Regions from separate parts of the Danio rerio genome. Here region 1 is linked to region 2. Evidence: chromatin contacts called from public Hi-C data. All regions are on one chromosome and are shown on one strand. The core of a region is the stretch at or near the end of the contact, and the rest is flanking DNA. Distances in the headings are between cores, read along the strand shown. Region 1 overlaps atp9a (ATPase phospholipid transporting 9A). Region 2 holds the start of sall4 (spalt-like transcription factor 4).

Region 1 (3,591 bases), core at 930-3,429, 67 kb before region 2:
TATTTGGGGGGATAGTTCTTTTAATAAACCAAACATTTTAGAAAAATATTTTAATAAACCAATCTATTTTTCTATTAGTATATACAAACTGCCGAATGAGTTATTCACCCAAGTATTTTACACCATAACAGAGTCTTTAAAGACAATTTGCGTAAAACTCACCTCAAAATCTTGGTATTGTTCTTCCGTCAGGGATTTTTTGGCCACCACCAGCACCCTCAAGCCTTCCCTGGCCATATTCCCACACTGATAAACAGAGCAGAGAGCAAATTCCCAACGTACAGCTCATCAAAATATCTTGGCATGAGCACTGCGTCAATACAAAGTCAGTTTGTGTTTTTGTTTACTGGTCAAAGAAATATGAAATTACCTCCTCTTCTAGCCAATCGTTGTACTGAACAATGCCGGCCATCACTACATCAGCACCCTTCATGTAAAACGTGATCTCGCCTGTAGATTCATCCTAGCAAACATAAACAGGATAAGTGTGTTATGCTTCAGTTATGTTTCCAACCATTATTTTTTATGCACATTTTGATTAATGCTTTTAAAGCAATGTTATAATCCGAAAAGCCTTTAAAAAAATCCAAAACCTTCATTACATAGTGTATAAAACATTTGCCTAACTACAGGCAAACTGTTACTTTTTTGAATGGATATTCTTATGTGCACACACTATCTAAAAATATAAATTCATATGCAATTAATCTGACTATATAATTCTTTTAAAAAATATGCTTTAAAACCCAAATTATTTTGGTAAATCATTAAAAAAATATTCTTAATATCTGTGTTTGTATTTTTTTATATAATTCACTGTTTTCTATTATTCTTAAATAAATTGGATGAAAAATATTACCACAAAAAAACATAGATTTTCAACATTCAACACTATTTTCAACATTGATCATAATGATGAATATTTATTAAGCATCAATTCATTCATTAATTATGATTTCCTAAGGATCATATGACAAGGGTGTAATGATGCTGAAAATTCATCAATGAATCACAGAAATAAATTACATTATTAATTACCGATGCTGTAAATCATATTTATAAGACTAGAGGATGTGCAAATAAATTATGATGGAAACATTATATATATATATATATATATATATATATATATATATATATATATATATATATATATATATATATATATAAAAACATATATATATATATATATAAACAAGATATTCATACTGCATTGTGTTTCAAATGTTTCAATAATTACTATTATTATTATTATTATTATTATTATTATTATTATTTTATTGATAATTATTTAATAATTTTCTTTTTTATTATTGACATTATTTTTATAATTGGTAATTGACATGTCTTTTATTATTGACATTATTATTATTATTATTGAAAATTGACATGTCTTATTTATTTTAGAAAATATTATTATTATTGTTGTTGTTGTTGTATTATTGATAATAATAATTAATAAAATAATAATATTTTATTATTAATAATTATAATAACAATTATTATTATTGATAACATGTCTTTTCAAATAATTTATAGTACTATTATTACTATTATTTTATTATTGACTATTATTATTATTTATAATTAGAGTGTCTTTATTATTGATAAAATTATTATTATTATTTAATTTTGATAATTAACATGTCTTTTTATTATTTATATTATTACTATTATTAATTGACATGTGTTATTAATTATTGATAATATTATTATTGTTACAACTATTATTTGATTATTATTATTATTATTGATGATGACAATTTAAATGTTTTTTTATTATTGATAATTTCATGATTATTATTATAATTTTATTAATGATCATTAAAAAATCCCATATTCTGATAATTTTGTACACAAGGAAAGCAAATGTCGATTTATTCATCTGCAAATTATTATTGTGATGATCCAACTTTTCATACATTAAATTCATAATAATAGACTTTATATACATACAGTATGTAACCAAACGAAACAGGAAACGTTCGCAGGTAACCAGGACATGTTATTTTCCCAAGCATTACTGGAGATTAATTTCGCTCTTCCTCGATTGTCCTTGAAGGTGTTTTAAAAGGATTCTGCCGAGGAAAGCAGGTTGAGCTGCTGGGTTTCCTGAGTCGCTGATACAGGCTTCAGTCCAGGCCAACAACAATAGCAGAGCGTTTTGTGTGGGGAGAGTTAGTCATCAAGCTCAGGGCAGGGTCACAGCTTTCTCAGATAACAAACATAGTCCAGTCAGATCAGTTCTGGCCTGATCTTCAATTATCACATTGTTTAAAAGGGTAGAGAGAAAACTGGATGTTTTCTAAAAACTGCAAAACTCAAGACACAGAGGTGTTTTCTTAGGTTATTAAATGACAAAAACCCCACCTTTATTTCATGATATTTGATGATACCCTTTTTTTGTAATTGTTAATTTGTATGAAACATGCCCTTCCAGCCGCAACCCATCTCTGGGAAACATCCACCCACACGCACACACACACACACTCATACACTACGGATAATTTAGCCTACCCAATTCACCTGTACCGCATGTCTTTGGACTGTAGGGGAAACCGGAGCACCCGGAGGAAACCCACGCGAATGCAGGGAGAACATGCAAACTCCACACAGAAACTTCGACTGAGCCGAGGTTCGAACAAGCGACCCAGTGACCTTCTTGCTGTGAGGCGACAGCCGCGTCGCCCATTACAAAACAATCTTTATAAAAATTCCAAATAGTACAATTTCTTGTGCCTGAATACTTTAAACTGTAAATTCTTACACATCCATTGACCTTAAAAACACATGCAAATAATAAACTTTTACTTCATTATGGTTAAACTCTACAGTTAAATGTGATCCTAACATATGAACTCAACATTGAAAATCCTGTGAAGTGACTTTTGCAAACGCACACATTGTGATAAAGATGCTGAAACGATATATATATATATATAAACGATATTGTGCAGCCCTACAAAAATTAATACCTTTGTAAAATAACATTCAAGGCTTTTAATGCTTTTTAAGACCCCGCAGACAATCTTTTTATTACCCGCATGTTGCTATGTTGCAGTACTCACTCTCACTATGATGCCCATGCGTTTGCTCTCATAGGTGAAGGGGAAGATTTGCAGGATGGTGAAGTTGAGGATTTGTCCACTAGGTGTCCTCAGCTGCATAGAGGACTGGTCTCTGCCCACCAGCGTCAGCCCAACACTCTCCGTCCACTGAACGAGAGACACCTACAACCACATTCAGAAGGAGAAATCACAACATATGAAACCATCAAGCCATAAACAAAGCAGGAGCACAGTCAGCATCAGTCAGTCTTGACAGCTCAGAGAATCATCAAGATGATCTGCTTTAAAGCTGACCTTCTATGCAAAAATCGCTATTTTAGGTGGTTTTGGGGCAACAGTGTGTAAATATAACTAGCTTCTAATTAATTACAAAACAGAAGCAGTTTCTATCAGTCGGAATTCACAGATCATAGAATCATCTTAAGATATTCTGCATTAAAGTGGACTTACTATACAAAAATCACTATTGTAAGTAGATTAAACAGTTTTGGGGCAACAGTGTTTAAATATATCCAGCTTCTAA
Region 2 (3,583 bases), core at 458-2,957:
ACACACAAAGACATTAATTTGCACACAAAACATAAGTTTCTCCCCTCCAAATCATTCTTCTAAATTCAAATAAAATAGATATGTTCTTAAAAACAAATCACTTGCTTCACTGATGTCTATTTAAACTTTGCATACAAGTGTTAAGCAGTCCATATGATGAATTACAAAAATGCTGATAACAGAGCAAAAGGATCCAATCTGTCATTGAAATTGCAGAAAAATCAAAGGCAAATCAAAATTAAGCTCTGCAGCACCATCAGGGAGGACCTTTTAATAGGGCCATTGTTAAATGCAAATTTCATCATCTCTCATGAATGGGAAAGACCACCTGTTAACAATCTGACAGAGAAACCGAACGTGCGAATTGTTCACTATACAATTTGAATAGTAAAGAAAAACAATTTGCATTGTTTCTGGGAGCCAGGGCATAAAAAGCACTCAATTTGAGAAACCATTTTGGAAAAATAATTAATTATTTTAAAAACTGGAAAAAAGTGCTCAAATGCAAAGATTAAGAAAAAAACTTACTTTTTAAAAAACTAAATCTGTCAGAAATAGTTTCAAACCATGCGTTTTAAAGTTACACAATTGGACGGATGATTTTAACCAGTGCATGTGCATCTGCTCACCGCAAGAGGGCGTCTGATCAATGCACATAAATATAACATGTTTCTTTGCTGATACCTTTACAGCGTTGTTCTGATTGTGCTTTAATTCCATGCAATATTCTAACGCAACTGAACTGATTTTAAATCAACCAGACCTGACACACAACCAACCCCCAACTCGCAGTGCATAACACGCAAAATAACCTCAACCAGTACATTATTTACATTAAGAACAGTCAAAATTCACTACGTCCAGTATAAAAAGTCGCGCAGTTTACATTTACACCCCCCCGTTGCACACAACTTCATCTCCATCCCCCCATCCACATCTCCATATGCGACCAAAAGAAACTGTGGGGGATTTATTGCTTTGTGGTCAAGCTTGTTCGCGACTCACATTTCATGCCGACCTGTTGAGCACCTTTGTTTAACAGTGGTCAGTGATACCAGTACGCCACATCAAATATTAACACATGTGCTTAGTTAGTCTGGAATATAACTTACGTGTACATTCATCAGCCAGTCAAACAAGCCTAAAACGTGCATTAAGAATTTGGTTCACGTTTATGATTTGGAAAAACTATATTTGATCGAATAGATATGCATATATAACTACAATGATGATATTAATACCCAAAAAACAAATATAAAAACAAGTCTTCGATGCAAACGCCGATAAATATTTCGTAAACATTAGATTAGCTGAACAACCAACCAACACACAAACAAACAACCCCCAAAAATAAAACATACTACATTTTATATTTAAATTGACTCAATAAAAATGCGTTAAAGTAGTTAAAGTTGTTCAGTAAATTAATTTAATGTACGTACAAAACTTCTCGAATTCACAAAAAGCGCCTCATTTTAAGAGTCGCGAACCCATTCATGCCCAATTACATAATTCAGATGTAAAAGGGAGCACGCGAGATTCCTAGATCACTCCAAGGTAGAAACATAAACAAAGTTTACATTAGTTTTAATCGCTCCAAACTCACCATTTTCTGTCGAAGCGGGGTCGTCCGAATTGATATGCTGTGGTTTGGACTGCTTGCGCCGCGACATGGTAACCTACAACCATCAGGGGCGAATAGTAAGACTATTTAGTCCCTCTCCTTTAGAAATTCTCCAGGTTGGGGGAAATTAGCCCCTCGAGTAGAAATGCGCATGTCAAAGTAATTATTATTATCAATAATGCATTGCGATTTATCATGCTCTTCTGACAGCTGATTGGCTCCGGTCCAAAGTGCTCGCGCATTATTCAAATGAGGCTTCATTGATGAGAAATGCAGAGTCGAGGGAAAGGGGGAGGAGATGTGGAAGAGCGAGAGAAAGAGGGAGGGATGAGTGAGAGAGAAAGAGAGAGAGAGAGGATGTAAGTGCGCAGGCGAGTGAAAAATTATTTTAGAATTGTTTTATCAACACAGCTGTTATGTGGATGGGAAATAGTCTCAATTATTTATTAATATTGTATTTTTTAATATTTGAAGTGTCTCGTTTTATGAATTGGAACACTATTATATTGGTTTGGCTTGTAGTTTTTAAGCTGATTCAGTTTTTGTTGTATTTAGGCATGCTGATATAAACTATGATGTTATTTTACGATTGATAGTCGATCACTAATCAATCAAATATTACATTGTGCACCAATAAATGCTAAACATGCTCAGTTATTTCAACTAAATTTTGAGGAAAAATGGACAAAATCAACCGCTGGGTTTTTTAAAATTAAACTTATATATGACTAAATATAACCCAACATTTGGTTTTGTCCATATTTTACCCAATTTCGATTGAAATAACTCAGAATTGCTACTTGTAATGTAGCTACAAAACTACGCCCTAGGTTTTTAAAATTCAATTTATATGACTAAATATAACCAAACATTTGGCTTTGTCTATATTTGATCCAATTTTGGTCGAAATAACCCACTATTGTTTGTTGTAATGTAGCTATAAAAAGATATATACGCTATATTTAAATCATTTTAGTTTGTAATTATTCTATGGTGATGTTTGTGGTTCGGTTTTTATTGCAAAATAAAAGTATACACTATTTTACGCTTAATACTGGAGTTATATTGAATTAAACAAGCATTTATAGTATAAATAAAGCCAAATATATCTGATAAATCCAAATCTGATGATATATTTCACTTATATTTATTAGATCATGCAATGTCTGCCTCAGTTTGCATTTATTAGCCTATGGTGATGTTTCTGATTCAGTTTTTACTGCAAAATAAAACACTATTTTAGGTTTAATATTGAAGTTATACTGAATCAAACAAGCATTTATAGTGTAAATAAAGCCAAATATAACAGAAAAATCCAAATCTGATTATATATTTAGCATATATGTATTAGATCACGCCATTTCTGCCTCAGTTTTCATTTATTATGATGTTTCTGATTCACTTTTTATTACAAAATGAAAAATTGTACATTATTATACGCACGATAATGAAGTTATATTAAATCAAACAAGCATTTACAGTATAAATAAAGCCAAATATATCCAGAAAATCTAAATCTGATCATATATTTAGCTTATAGGTAGTAGATCACGCCATTTCTGCCTCAGTTTGTATTTATTAGCCTATATATGGTGATGTTTCTGATTCAGTTTTTACCACTAAATTAAATTATACAGTATTTTATGCTTGATATTGAAGTTATACTGAATAAAACAAGCATTTATAGTGTAAATAAAGCCAAATATATCAGAAAAATCCAAATCTGATTATATATTTAGCATATATTTATTAGATCACCCCATTTCTGCCTCAGTTTGCATTTATTGTGATGTTTCTGATTCAGTTTTTTTAAAATTATACATTATTTTATGCTTGATATTGAAGTTATACTGAATAAAAACAAGCATTTACAGTGTAAATAAAGCCAAATATATCTGATAAATCCAAATCTGATCATATATTTAGCTTTTAGTTATTAAATCACGCCATTTCTGCTTC

The links. Hi-C and Micro-C count contacts between places; a contact is called where the count stands out from the background.
Region 1: a contact with region 2 is called in a Hi-C map of an unstated tissue, with 3 times the contacts expected there. The contact joins the enhancer-like site here to the promoter of sall4 in region 2. A contact is called at or near these places in 2 of 18 Hi-C or Micro-C datasets (embryo and an unstated tissue).

What each region holds. Positions count from the first base shown.
Region 1 is chr23:42,294,384-42,297,974 of GRCz12tu, reverse strand. It overlaps atp9a (ATPase phospholipid transporting 9A), which reads right to left. Exons shown (of 28, transcript XM_073939324.1): 15 at 3,069-3,230; 16 at 371-463; 17 at 163-246. Among named protein-coding and RNA genes, the nearest start is that of atp9a, 56 kb to the right of the region's middle. Within about 2 kb of position 2,179, at least 11 of the 62 cell types and tissues checked have an H3K27ac peak or open chromatin away from gene starts, as enhancers often do.
Region 2 is chr23:42,227,293-42,230,875 of GRCz12tu, reverse strand. It overlaps sall4 (spalt-like transcription factor 4), which reads right to left and starts at 1,707. Exons shown (of 4, transcript NM_001080609.1): 1 at 1,607-1,707. The coding sequence starts at 1,673.